Linked DNA regions of Mus musculus: region 2 is linked to region 1. A link is a contact called in public HiCAR-type data. All regions are on one chromosome and are shown on one strand. The core of a region is the stretch at or near the end of the contact, and the rest is flanking DNA. Distances in the headings are between cores, read along the strand shown.

What was found. HiCAR-type assays count read pairs that join an accessible place to other places.
Region 2: a HiCAR-type map of astrocytes shows a contact between it and region 1, with 6 times the contacts expected there. The contact joins the promoter of Sinhcaf here to the promoter of Med21 in region 1. A contact is called at or near these places in 2 of 39 promoter capture datasets (frontonasal cranial neural crest and pre-B cells), 2 of 115 datasets of contacts at active chromatin or transcription factors (astrocytes and extraembryonic endoderm stem cells) and 1 of 9 other capture datasets (liver).

The regions. Positions count from the first base shown.
Region 1 is chr6:146,639,297-146,645,834 of GRCm38.p6, forward strand. Med21 (mediator complex subunit 21) reads left to right here and starts at 3,283. Exons shown (of 4, transcript NM_025315.3): 1 at 3,283-3,356. The coding sequence starts at 3,315.
Region 2 is chr6:148,942,742-148,949,807 of GRCm38.p6, forward strand. Sinhcaf (SIN3-HDAC complex associated factor) reads right to left here and starts at 3,729. Exons shown (of 6, transcript NM_019643.4): 1 at 3,551-3,729. 3010003L21Rik (RIKEN cDNA 3010003L21 gene) reads left to right here and starts at 2,116. Exons shown (of 2, transcript NR_144294.1): 1 at 2,116-3,679; 2 at 4,196-4,388. RefSeq lists an enhancer at 3,892-3,926 and a cis regulatory region at 3,907-3,913.

The sequences.
Region 1 (6,538 bases), core at 2,033-4,532:
GGAGGATCTCTAGGGTCTAGGATAGCTTGGTCTACAGAGCAGGTTCCAGGACAGCCAGGGCTACAAAGAGAAAACCCTGTTTCAGAAGACAAACAAGCAAACAAAAATGTATGCAAACATTTGAGACTTGTCTGGAGGAAAGGCTCTGACTACACTTTGGATATTAGGCCCACATTCTACAGACTTGTTCCCAAATGTTACTACTGGAAGGTAACCAAAACTTTAAGAGGTATATTCTAGGAGAGACCACCTTATGTGACTGGGGTGACCCTTGAAGGGATAATGGAGTTCTGGCCTCTCGTCTCTCTCCTTGTTTGTCCTGGTCATAAACTGAGTTCCACCATATGATCTGCTGGTGCTGACCTAATGTAACAAGGCTAATCAATAACAGGCGACAGCCTCCAAAGGCACTAGTAAGATATCTTTTGTTGACTGGTTGATTATCTCAAGTCATACTACACTATCAAAAAGCTAACACAGACTCATTGCTTTAACAGGACTCTTCAAACAGTCCACAGATAAGTCCAGTGGTTGGGGGCTTTGGCTGAAGTAGGTGGACCTGGCAGAAGGCTCAGGGACATGAGTAAATTTTGGCTAAGAATCTTGGGATTGCAGCATGGGTTGTCTTGAGGTGACCCCATTGCAGCATGGGTTGTCTTGAGGAGGCCCCATTGCAGCATGGGATGTCTTGAGGTGGCCCCATTGCAGCATGGGTTGTCTTGAGGAGGCCCCATTGCAGCATGGGATGTCTTGAGGAGGCCCCATTGCAGCATGGGATGTCTTGAGGAGGCCCCATTGCAGCATGGGTTGTCTTGAGGAGGCCCCATTGCAGCATAGGATGTCTTGAGGTGGCTCCTGTACTTCAGGCAGCTCTCTTCTATGGGGCTGGCAACCTCAGACTCTTTACCAAGTGGGATAAGTTGCAGCCTATCAGTAACCATCTGTTTTAAGTGTTCTTTCAGAAGTGTTTAACCAAGATGGCACGGGTGCTCAGCATGTAAAGGTGTTTGCAGAACAAGCCTGACAACCCAAGTCCAATCCCTAAGACTCACCTATAATAGAGAACAATTCTACAATGTTCTACGACCTTCACATGCACGTTGTGACATATACACACATACATATCACACACACAAACATAATGCACACACACAATAAATAATTTTAAAATGTTTTCATTCTTTTCTGTCTGCTCTTTTATTTTTTTGCTTTTGTGTAGAGAAATTTTTTAAATTTATTTTATATAGGGGAGTTTTGTCTGTGTGTATGTCTGTGTGCAAGATGTGCACTAACCCATCCAGATTTTTGGGGTTTTTTTAGACATGGTCTCACTATGTAGCTCTGGCTGCCCTGGAACGTGATGTATAGAATAGGCTAGTCTCAAACTCAGAGATACAAGTACCGGGATTAAAGGCAAGTGCTACCAAACCTAACTGTCAATTTCATTTGTAAGAGGAAGTGCAAGACCTGTGGAGGTTCCCAGTTTGACCACAGTGGTAAAGTACACTGTTGGTGGAAATGAAGACAGATGTGAAACACAAGTGGAACTTCCTATAGACGAGTGGGAAAAAATATCCCAGAAGCTGAGATCCTCAAAATTATTTCCTCGATTTCAAAATGCCATTCCATCTACTAGAATTTTAAATCCCAAAGTCATGTGTTACTAGGATTTGAGACCTTTGGAAAGTGACTGGGATCTTCAGGTCCCCTTAAGGGCCCATTCATGTTGATGGGCTATAATGTGATTGACGTGTGCTCTCTTGCCCTGCCTTGTAACAGGCCCGGATTTTAGCACAACTTACTCTACGATGAAGTATCATAAAACTGAGGATGTAGGCAGCACCACCTGCCAAAACGAAAATAAAAGTCCATATCAAAGTCCATAGTTCTGGGAAAGTCTGTAAATGTACTAACCTTGCTTTTTGGTTTCTGTAGTTACACTTCTACCCAACTATTTTTGTTAACTGAGTCATGTCAACTCAAGATACGAATTTTGTGCTAGAAAGTTCACCCTGAGGAAGGCTGGGATCCTGAATACCCAGTATAGTCGATGGCTGGCTAATCATGACTATCTGTTGGCTTAAACCACATCTGAGGAGTCTTCTCTGGTGGATACCTCCCAACCTCCTCATCTGTTATGTCCTCCTCTGTTAGGATTCACCAAGAAGGCTCTCTCACGATGACAGTCCACCTTGATAGTGGACTTCCCAGCCTCCAGAACACTGTAGGGAGTAAACGTTCTTTGTAATTGCTTGTCTGTGCTATTCAGTTGTAGCAACAAAAAACAGGCTCACATACCCACCCACCTCCAACTCCAGAAATGATCATCTTGGAAACTATGATAAACAGTTTGTCTGAGTTCCACAAACCAGGTATTTGCAGATTCAGGACTCACTTCCCATCAGAATATCCCCAGGCTAACAGAAATGACCTTTCTGCTATCACCCTTCACACGGAAAACTGTCAGGAAGCCCCAGTTCTAAATTTACATTCTGAAGCTGATCTTTCTTAAGATCGAACCTGCCTAGACCGGGCGTGGTGGCGCACACCTTTAATCCCAGCACTTGGAAGGCAGAGGCAGGCAGATTTCTGCGTTCGAGGCCAGCCTGGTCTACAGAGTTTGCACCTCCTACCTTCAAATGCTCTTCTTCCTCCTTTTCACTTTACTTATCACCCGTTCCTCATCACAGAGCTGTTTAATGCTTTCCATTTCCCCCAGGCACTCCCACTCAGAATTAAAGCACTAATCTAGTCTCCAGTTGGGTAAGCACCTCCTGCCCCAAACTAATTAGCCACCCTTTTCTAGCCATTTTGATTTCCTGGAGAATGTTAATTTCTCGAATTTAAATGTTGTGAATGGCGGGCTGCGAGTATGCTTTGTGGTATACCTGCAAAGTAAAAGCAAAGGAAAACAAGTGTTCCAGATAAACAAAACAAAGAAACGAACGAACAAAAACAAAACCCCTCACAAACAAAACACATTCCAGGCCAGCCAGGACTACACCGTGAGGCATAGCCTCGTCAGAGCTAACAGACAGAATGGAGGAAGCACCTTCCCTTCACAGGCTCGGTCCAGCGTAAACGCGAACCCGTAGCAGCTCAGCCTGCACGCGTCCCTCCTCCCCCACACCAGCCCTGGATCCCACCCGCCTGACGTCAGCAGGCCCGCAGGCTGGCCCCGCCCCTCCCCGGCAGCATGCTTCCTTAACCACGCCCCTCAAGGAGGAAGGCCTGTGATTGGTCCGGAGGCGTCATAAATTGGCCAATCGCTCGCGCTCTAGCAGCTTTTGCGCACCCTTGCGTGCGTGGTGAACATGGCGGATAGACTCACTCAGCTGCAGGACGCTGTGAACTCGGTGAGGGCTTTCCTCTGCTCGCCAGCCTTGCTTTCCTGACGCGGAGAGAGGAGGAAGGGGCGAGGCAAGGCCCCGGGGAGCGCGCAGATTGAGGTCGCCGCGGGCGGCGCACCCCGTGAGGCCTGGGTCTCACGTAGTCCACAGGGCGGGGTCTGAGGAGACGGGCCTGTCCTGAGGGGAGACCGGGCCGGGCGGCTTGTCCTGAGGGGAGGCGGGACCCGGGGGCCTGTCCTGAGGGGAGGTCGGAGCCGCCAGTCTCTCCTAAGGGAGGTGGGACCCGGGGGTCTCTCCTGAGAGGATGTGGGACCTGCCAGTCTCTCCTGAGAGCCATGGGACCCGGGGCCTCTGGTGAGGTGCGAACTTGAGGAAGGGAACGAGTGGCCGCTAATAAGGAGGGGACCCGACGACGGCCTCTCCTGAGGAGACTCAAGGTCTGCGGCCAGGTAGCCAGGAAGCGAGTACTCAAGTTCCAGGGATGCTTCTAGAACTTCCTTTGTGGGGCAGCACACGCCTAAGCACTTTTGTGTGTATCCCTCCCTCGCGTTTCAATTTCAACCTGCCAAACGGATTTCTCCTGTGATTCCACCTCTGAGGCTGAGACAGGAGGATTGCAGCGAGCTCCGGGCCAGCCTGAGCTCCAGTTTGATAGCCCATCTCAGAAAACAAAACACAAAAGACCACAACAAAGTGTTGAGTGTTTGTAGGTTGGTGTATGAGTGACCAGGGCGTGAGCTTGCCTTGCTTTCTGTAGGCCTTCACTCCTCCCTCCGCTCTTGGCGACTCCAGCACCAATGGTTGGAGAGTAACGTCTAGAAGAGGCCAGATCCTGGCCTCTCCGTTTCTTTGCATTTGTTTAAGTCTGCTTTACGATCTTCCCTAAGAGGCTCTTATAGGTGGAGTGAAGCTCTTACAGCACAGTACCACAGAACAGTGAATGTACACAAGAGGGATTTTTGTTTTGTTTTGAGATGGTCTCACTGTGTAGCTCTGGCTGACCTGCACACTGTGGAGACCAGATTGGCGTTAAAAACAAAAAAAAAAAACAGCCCAGTAATCAAAATCTACAACAAAAGCTCCTGAAAACTGCTAGCTTCTCTAACTTTGTCGCCTCTGGCTGTTATTCTGGCTTAATTGTACATGAATGGAAAACTAAATACTGAGCCTGGAATGGTGACCCACATCTTTAATTCCTGTAATCCCAGCACTTGGGAGGCAGAGGCAGGCGGATTTCTGAATTCAAGGCCACCTGGTCTACAGAGTGAGTTCCAGGAGAGCCAGGGCTACACAGAGAAACCCTGTCTCGAAAAAAAAAAACCAAACCAAAACAACAACAACAAAAATAGTGCAACAGTTTTCCATTGGTAATTAAAATCTCTTAGTGTCATTCTGGTTGTAGTTTGATGTAGAAGAGCCTACACAGTATATGCCTGCTGAAAAAAAAAATCTAAATACCTAGTTCTCTGGACAGTGTTTTTTAAACAGGAATGTTATAACAAGGCTTCTTGGTAATTCATCATTTTTGAGAGTACATTGAAATTGTGTATCTACTAGTGGGAAGACTAGTCTATTCTGTGTAAATAAAGTAGTTTTAAAGTTGAGGGGCTATCTCTTAAATGTTGATGAAGTCACCAAGGTACATTCTGTTTTGCAAAGATTCCCTGGGCTGCCAGCCAACCTCTCCCAAGAAAATACTTTTGTAATTTTACAAGTCTTTCTTGTTTTAATTTAAATTTTTTTGGTTTTACAAATCTTAATAATGCTGTGTAGAAGCTCATCTCCTAAGTATGCATATTCATGTAGGTCCTATAGTTAGGATGTTAAGGATACGATATAGTCTTAGGAGTACTGATAATTGAGTTAATATGTATGCCTACTGTGTCTACAGGGAATGTGTTTACAAAGAACTATTCTAGGAGCTTAGAAAGATGTCATAAACTCAAGAGACTTTTAGATGATGCAAACAAACCCCATATGTGGCTAGGGAGTTACAGTGGATTGTTTTCAGCTCTTAAGAGCTAAAGTAGATTGGAACACAGAGCAATATTAACATTTGTTCTGCCATCTGGAAACTCCATGTTCATTTCTATAATATATACAGTACTTGTCATGGAGTTGGTTTTTCAATAAATATTTTTGAACAGATTAATAATGGGTCTTGAATGAATTTACAAGACAGAACACTAGCTGCTGTATTGAGTAAGCTTCATTTATATTTTTCTTTCTTATGACAGTGCTGCTAAATAGAACACTGCAACTTAGAAAGCCAACCAGGTTAGCTTTTCAATGACAATTCAGAATTTTACATTGAAATAATGACAGCAAAACAATAGAAATGTTTATTGATTGGAAATACTAAATGAGGCTTCAGGGGTTAGGACTAGTGAGAACATATGTTTAGTTTGTGAATGGTGTGAACTTATATTCTCAAATTACTTAAATGCAATGCTTTTTAGTTTTGCTTCTTTTGAGGCAGAATCTTATGTAACTCTGGCTGGCCTAGAACTGTCCACATACTCCAGGATGGCCTCAAACTGACAGATCTGAGTGCCTCTGTCTCTGCCTCTCTTATGCTGAGATCCATCATGCCCCAAAAACAAACAAATTTAAGCAACAAGGTTACAACTTGAATCTTGAAGAATACATTTCTGATAATTTACAGTTTAAAAAAATTTTTGTTTTTCATGTAGTACAAACTGGCCTCAAACTCCCTTACATAGTTGAGGATGGCGACCTTGAACTGCTCTTCCTTGCCTCCATCTGATCATTGGGTTACATGTATATGCTGTTACTCCTAAATTTTTGTTCAGTACTGGGGATCTAATTCAAGAATCATGCCGGGCAGTGGTGGCGCACGCCTTTAATCCCAGCACTTGGGAGGCAGAGGCAGGTGGATTTCTGAGTTCAAGGCCAGCCAGGTCTACAGAGTGAGTTCCAGGACAGCCAGGGCTACACAGAAAAACCCTGTCTCGAAAAACAAAACAAAACAAAACAAACTATACTTAACAAGAATCATGTATGCTAGGCTAGCATCTATCAACTGAGCTGTATCCTTAACCCTCTCACTATTTCTTTATACTTGGCAACTGCTTTGTTCACAGAAAAGAAATCATGCGCTTTGTACGTTACATTTTTGTTGTTAGCATTGGTAGATATATTTGCCAGCAGATTTTCTCAATCTCAGA
Region 2 (7,066 bases), core at 2,479-4,978, 2.3 Mb after region 1:
AAATTAATTGTCCTCAAAGCAGCCTTAAGAAGTTGGCTTCAGATTTTTTCCCATTGAGGCTGGAGGAATGGCTCAGCAGTTAAGATTGATAGCTGTTCTTCAGGACCCTGGTTCTATTCCCAGCACCCACATGGCAGCTCACAATTCCAGTTCCAGGGGATCTGGCACCCTCACACAGACATACATAAAGGCAAAATGCCAACACACATTAATTAATCTTCAGAGAGAGAAAGAGAGATCAAAACAAGAGAAAAATATTTTCCCATTTAAAAGTTTATTTTAGTTGGCTGGCAGTGGCATGGGCCTTTAATCCCAAGCATTTGGAAGGCAGAGGCAGAGGCAGGTGGATCTCCAAATTCAAGACCAGTCTGGTCTAAAAAGTGATTTGTAGGACAACCAAGGCTACAATGGAACCCCTGTCTTGGGGAGGGGGGTGGCATTTTATACCTGTGGAGGCAGCTCAGTGGTACAACACTTATCTAACAGGTGCTATATCATGGGGTTCAAAACAAGCATAGCAAGTTTTGAGGGTGGGCATTTAAAACAGGGCTGGCAAGATGACTCAGCCAATGAAGCCTGACCACCTACCTGAATTTGATCCCTAAATTCATGTGGTTGAGGTGACTATCCCCAATAGTCACCTGGCCTCATATATGAAGATACACACACACAGATGTTCTTTAAAATCTCCAGCCACCCACAAAAATAAAAGAAGGCAGTGAAGACCTTGCTTTTCTTTCTCTCTTAACTCATTCAAATCTCTCTTAGAAACATCATTTGATAATAACAGAATCATTTAGTTCTACATGTGTGTATAGACTTTCCTAGGAAGCTGAAGTCTTGCAGTAAGTAGTCTACTTAAAAACAAAACAATGTTTGCAAAGTACCTCATGTTATTTTCACATGTCCCTGGAGTCACCCAAAGGAAAGCCAAGGTTGTAATATCCAAGGTTTTTAATTTTCTTGACACACTCTCTATTCACTTCAAAAATTATTATTTCCCAGTCAAGGCCACATCTAGATGAAAACAAGCTAACTGAAACACAGGATTAATTGTGAAAGTCGCAACAGATATGGTGTTGCTGGGCTGGATGTCTAGACTGCAAGCAAACCCCAAATACCAAAGAAGCATCCATGTGTCAAACGAGCATAATTTTTGAGCTATGCCTGGAGCCACATACCAAAAAGTTAGCTTGAAAAAAGTGTAAGAGGGTAAGTAGAAGGTCAGTCCCAGTTCCCAGGAATTGTGAAACTAGCAAGGGCTCCCTACACTGGCAACTTCTCCCAGCATCCTTTATCTCGGAAAGGCCCTACTCCCCAGATGCAGCAGTTCTCAAGGTTATCTAAGATTTATCTGAGTCCTGCATACTTTAAGGTCAAAACACAAAACATCCTCAGAATACTTTAAATGCATTTATGCTTTGCGGGGACTCAAAAAACGAACCCCAGACTTTCGCGTTCAGTTTTGCAGCACAAAAACCATTAAAATGATTTTCAAGTCTGACAAACTTCAGTTCAAAAGCAGATGTTTTCCGGACACTGCTAGAAACAAGTTTTACGTCCACCTCTCACTAAAAAAGTTGCCGGATCCTTCTTTAGAAAGCATTAAGAGAAGACCAAGAGCCTACTTGAAACGAACTCCTAACATGGAGGGGGAGGGGGGACACGGTGCACGTCTGGCTCGTAGTCATTCTTCACCTGCAATAAGGAAAGGTGAGAAGAAAAATAACAAGAGGCGGACTGGGGTGCTGGTTACCAGAACTGCTCCGTCTTAAAAGCCGCCCAACCCAACCTGCCCTGCGCCTCGCCGGTCGCCCCACGTGTAAACACACAAAGGCTGCACGCACCCCCAGTTCCTCAGTCTCCACTTCCAAGAGGGGCAAGAGCCGGCGCCCCGAAACTTCCCCGCGTGTAGTCGGAGGTCCTGGGTAGGGCGCGGAGCTCCACTCCTGGAGGGAGCCCAGCGCTCCGGGGTCCCCGGGCACCACGCGCCATCCGCCGCCCTCACCTGCGCTGGAACAACGGCCCGCGCCCCGCCGGCGCCGCCCGAAGGCCGCGCCTCTGCTCCCGGGCCGCTCCGCACGCTCGGCCTGACGTAATTCAAACATGGCAACAGTTCCACTTCAAAGGCGGATGCACGGACCTCCCAGACGCGGCCTCCCGTGCCTCGGAGCCCCGGCCACGCGTGCGTCCCGCCGAGCAGCGCTCCGTCGCTCCGCATGGGTGACCCGCAGGCCGAGGCGCCCCCACGGACACAGCCTCGCTGAGCCGCCGCTGAAGTTTCCGAGAGGACCTAAGGGACAAAAGCCGCCCCGCGCCCCGCCCGGCCCGCGCCGCTCGGGCACACGCGGCCCTTTGTTGTCCGGCGGCATCGGCGACGTCGGGGCGACCCGGACCCGCGCCCGGGGACCCACGCGAGCTCGGGTATCCTGAGCCACTGGTCCCTGGGGCCAAACTTTTGCGGAGTCCCGGATGAGAAACGCCCAGAGGTCCCCGCCGCCGTGCATATGCTGCGAGTTGGCGACTTTCGCTGTGCTTTGGAAACTGGCAAGACGCCATCACCAGGAAATCACATTGTCCTGCTCCCGACAGCCCCGACGGCGACCGCAGCCCGCGGCTCACTCCGAGCTGGACACTGAGATGTAGCACGGTCGCGGCCCTAAGCACGTGGCTTGTCAGGTGAAGCACACACAACAAAAAGGGAAAAAAAAAAAAAAAAAAAGAGTTGGGTGCCTCAAGCAGCGGACCGCGCCGCCGCCTTCATCCGCACTGTTTGGTGCCGCGGGCCACGGCCACCCCTCCCGTGTCGCCCGCACCCACGCTACAGGTGACCAGACGGACAGCGAACTTTGGGCTGCAGAGACCACTCGGCACCGGCCGAGTGCAAAGACCGCGTGCTGCGCGCTCATTGTCGCAGCCGCGTCCCTGCGGACTTCTCCAACAACGCCACGCCGCGTGCGTCGCGCCATCCCGGCGCTGGCCCTCACCAGCTGCCTTCAGCCTGTGTGGCCGCCGGCTCCAGGAACTGGCAAGTTAGTTTCCGAGCTCCGGCTTTGTTGTTCACCCGCGTGCAAACACCGTCGCGAGCGCCGGGGTAGCGCAACACGCGGGTGCACGCGGAGCCCAAGCCCCTGGCCAGAGCAGAGCCCACACGGGATCTGCGACCCCGACCCTGCTCTCCGGGTCTGCAGGAAACACTACGACCTAGAAAAGTCATTGTCACTTTCAGCGTGGATGCAAGTCCGCCGCAGCTCGTTCGTTTCCACGCTGCACTCACTTTCCCCACACCCTGACTTTCGGTTTACCTCAAATATCCTCCTCAATTAAGAAGCGCATCTCCAACGCCTCTGTACAAAAGAATCTGGAGTCCGGAGAGCACGAGGGCAGCGCTCCCCGCAATGCCATCTCCAAGACAAAACTTCCTGTGTGTTTGTGTATGGGAAGGACGGAGGAGGCGGGGGAGGTAAAGGGAGGAAAGAAAAAAAAAAAATCACAGAAAACAAAACCTCGGAGACAGTTTTGCACCGATGTCCGGACTAGAATCACTCACCTTCCACGCGCAGCAGCGTCCCCACGGTGCAAACTGCACCAGGCCAACCTCCTGCAAGCACTCCCTCCGCCAGCGCCGAGTCCAGAAAGATTGTCTCCAGCAGTTCTTCAGTTGCTACCGCGAACGGAGGTATAGATTCCGCTTTCCCTCTGCGCAGGCGCGGCTCCCGGGACCAAATTCTCTTGAATCGAGCTGATTTGCATACGGGCGCGTGCGCGCCGCGGGCTGGGCGGGGAGAGGGCAGGGCGTCCGCGCGCGTTCCCGCGGCCTCTATTGTCCTTTTAAGGGGAGAAGCGGCGAGGCGCGGGAAACGCGGCGGCCCGCGGGGACGGGGGCGGGTCCTGCCTACTCCGCAACGTCACGTAAACAAACGCCCTCCCCAGCCCCCGGGGGAAAAGGAGGCGACGCGGGGGCGTGGCAGGACGCGAAAGGTGTAAAGGTGAGCGTTGTCCTCACCGAATGGCACCCCTTAGGAAGCTACTGAGCTTGGAAAGTTCTGGAAGCTGCTTTTGCAGCATTCGCGCACCTATGCCCAGTTTCTGGCTTGAGGTGGCAGAGAAAGTTGTCGTGGAACCACTCAGTTTGTACTTGTTCCTGCCTTTCCTAAACTCTGTTTGAAGGTGAGCTTTACATTTTGTCTTTCAGGGCCTGCCTGGCTTGTGAGACTGCTCAACTGGTACTTTCAAGTCTGATCACCTGAAGGCAATAACCAACTTCTGCAAATTCGCCCCGCGCACCACATGCACACACAAATTAAAATTTCAATTCTCCAACAGAGTTTTCGTTCTTTGGGGCTTTGATGATAAATTGTTTAATAAAGTCGCATTTTGAAATGGTCCATTCAGTAATTCCGTCTTGTCCCTCTCAAACATGACCCAACCCATAACTGAGTGGTTTTGCTTTGCTCACTTGAACTGAAGTTTTCAAGCCTCTGCGAATTTCATGGTGGTAATTACCGTGGGAATGGTGCCACTTTCTGAAAACACACAAATCCTCCAGCCGTGAAGAGCTCCTCTGCCCAGAAAAACCACTTGTGAGGGGAGAAAGTGGAAGCAAAATACACACTATTCCTTGTGGAATATACGATAATCGAACATCAAAATGTTTCTAAAGAAAACCTAAAAGGGAGGTGATTGTAGAAGAAAGGGAGTAATCTAGAGAAAACAAAGAATAGGGAGGTTCCAGACAATGAGGAGGGAGGAAAAAGGAGGAAGACGCTTAAGTAACTTTTCAGATGAAAAAGTAAGAAATGAAAATATAATTGTGATACTCCTTAAGCCCAGCGACCCATAACACCTGGTTCAGTGATCCTGGGAGGATAGGTAGGAAAGAGAATGTTTTTTCACCAAAACTTGATACTGGTCCTTTGCTGCAAAGTATGGAAACCAACTATAAAAACAAACAAAAAAAAAAAAGACAAGATTCACTGCTTTTGCTGTATGCAGATTCAAACAAATATTTCTGAAATGCTACTTTAATTCAATAGCCAATTCCTAAAACACAGTTTAAACCTACTTGTGAAGACCTCAACGTTTTTTTTTTTTAAAGTTCTGTAACACTCTTCCTGTAAAGGAGTAAAATAAATAAACCTGACAACTGTCACTAAAATACAACTCTTAAAGGCAAAGATTTTTCCCTTATGTTTGTATTCAGGCACCTAAAACAATGCTCACCACATGATGGATTCTTAGTAACTGCTTATAAAATATACTTGAATTTTTAAATTTTCCTATTGGTTTATTGCAAGTTAAAATACCTTACAGTTTTTGCATTTGACCTAAAAGGAGTTTGGGGGCTTATAGTGAACTTTAATTGACATCTTTGTCCTTAGGTAATAAAATTTTACAGCTTTAAGAATTTTTTTTCCGGGCTGGTGAGATGGCTCAGTGGGTAAGAGCACCCGACTGCTCTTCCGAAGGTCCGAAGTTCAAATCCCAGCAACCACATGGTGGCTCACAACCATCCCTAATGAGATCTGACTCCCTCTTCTGGAGGGTCTGAAGACAGCTACTGTGTACTTACATATAATAAATAAATAAATCTTAAAAAAAAAAAAAAAGTTTAAAAAAAAAAAAAAAAAAAAAAAAAAAAAAAAAAAAAAGAATTTTTTTTCCAGCCAGCCTTGGTGGCACACGCCTTTAATCCCAGCACTCAGGGAGGCAGAGGCAGGCAGATTTCTGAGTTCGAGGCCAGCCTGGTCTAAAAAAGTGAGTTCCAGGACAGCCAGGGCTATACAGAGAAACCCTGTCTCAAAAAAACCAAAAAAAAAACAAAAAACAAAAAACAAAAACTAAAGACTTTATAACCTCACACAAAACAATTACACTATTTTGCTACTTAAGTTACTATAATGTGCAACTAGCAAGGAATCAAAGCAAGACAAATAATTTGACACTATTAGGTACAGTATTGTTTACATCATAGGAAATGCCTGCATTCTCCCCAAACCACTGCTGTCAAGTAAAGATAATACTTTAGTGTAGGTATAATGGTACACACTTGGAGTTCTAGCACTCTAGAGGCTGAGGCAGATGGATCTCTGTGAGTTTAAAGCCAGCCTGGTCTACAAAGCAAGTTCCAGTCCAGCCAGCCAAGACTACATAGTGATATCCTATCTCAAAAATAAGATAAGAAGCACAGGCAGTAGAAGGATGCTGCTTACTGGCTTGCTTCACATAGCCTGCTTTCTTATAGAACCCAAGACCAACAACCCAAGAGTGTCTCCACCCAAATGAACTGGGCCCTCCCCCACTGATCACATTTGAAAAAATAAAATAAAATAAAAAAGCCTTACAACTGGATCTCCTCATTTCTTTAACCAAGGCTCCTTTCTCTCTGCTTGTGTCACACAAAACCAGTCAGCACAAGCTGTAAGTGACATTTATTTTGCACTCTGAATTTTGTTATTGTTTGCTGGTTTTTTTTTTGTTTTGTTTTGTTTTGTTTTGTTTTGTTTTGAGACAGAGTTTCTCTATGTAGCTGGCTGTCCTGGAACTCACTTTGTAGACCAGGCTGGCCTCAAACTTAGAGATCCACCTACCTCTGCCTCCCAAGTGCTGGGTCTCAAGACATGTGTCGCCACTGCCCAGCTACTCTTTAAATTTTTACAAACTGTTTTTTTATATTTTTAAAGATTATTTTTCCATTTACTGTTAAATATGTGCTTGTGTATGTCTTTGCATGAGTATGTACATTTGAATGCAGTTGCCTAAGAGGCTAGGAGAAAGGATTAAATGCCCTGGACCTGGGCTTAGAGATGGTTTTGAACCACCCAACACTAGTTCGGAGAAACAAACTGTTCTTTCGGAGTGGGTACATGCTCCTAACCACAGAACCATATCTCCAGCCCTATAAACTATATATCTGGTGTTTATGGATCAGAACTTTTCTCTATGCTGAGCTTTGTTCCTTGTGTGTCCATATGTTTTATCTCTCCTTGCCTAACATCATCTCAGGGACCCTCTAGTAGAGATGCCAACTCTTTCTCATTTATGTATAAAATAAAACTTGGTAGTA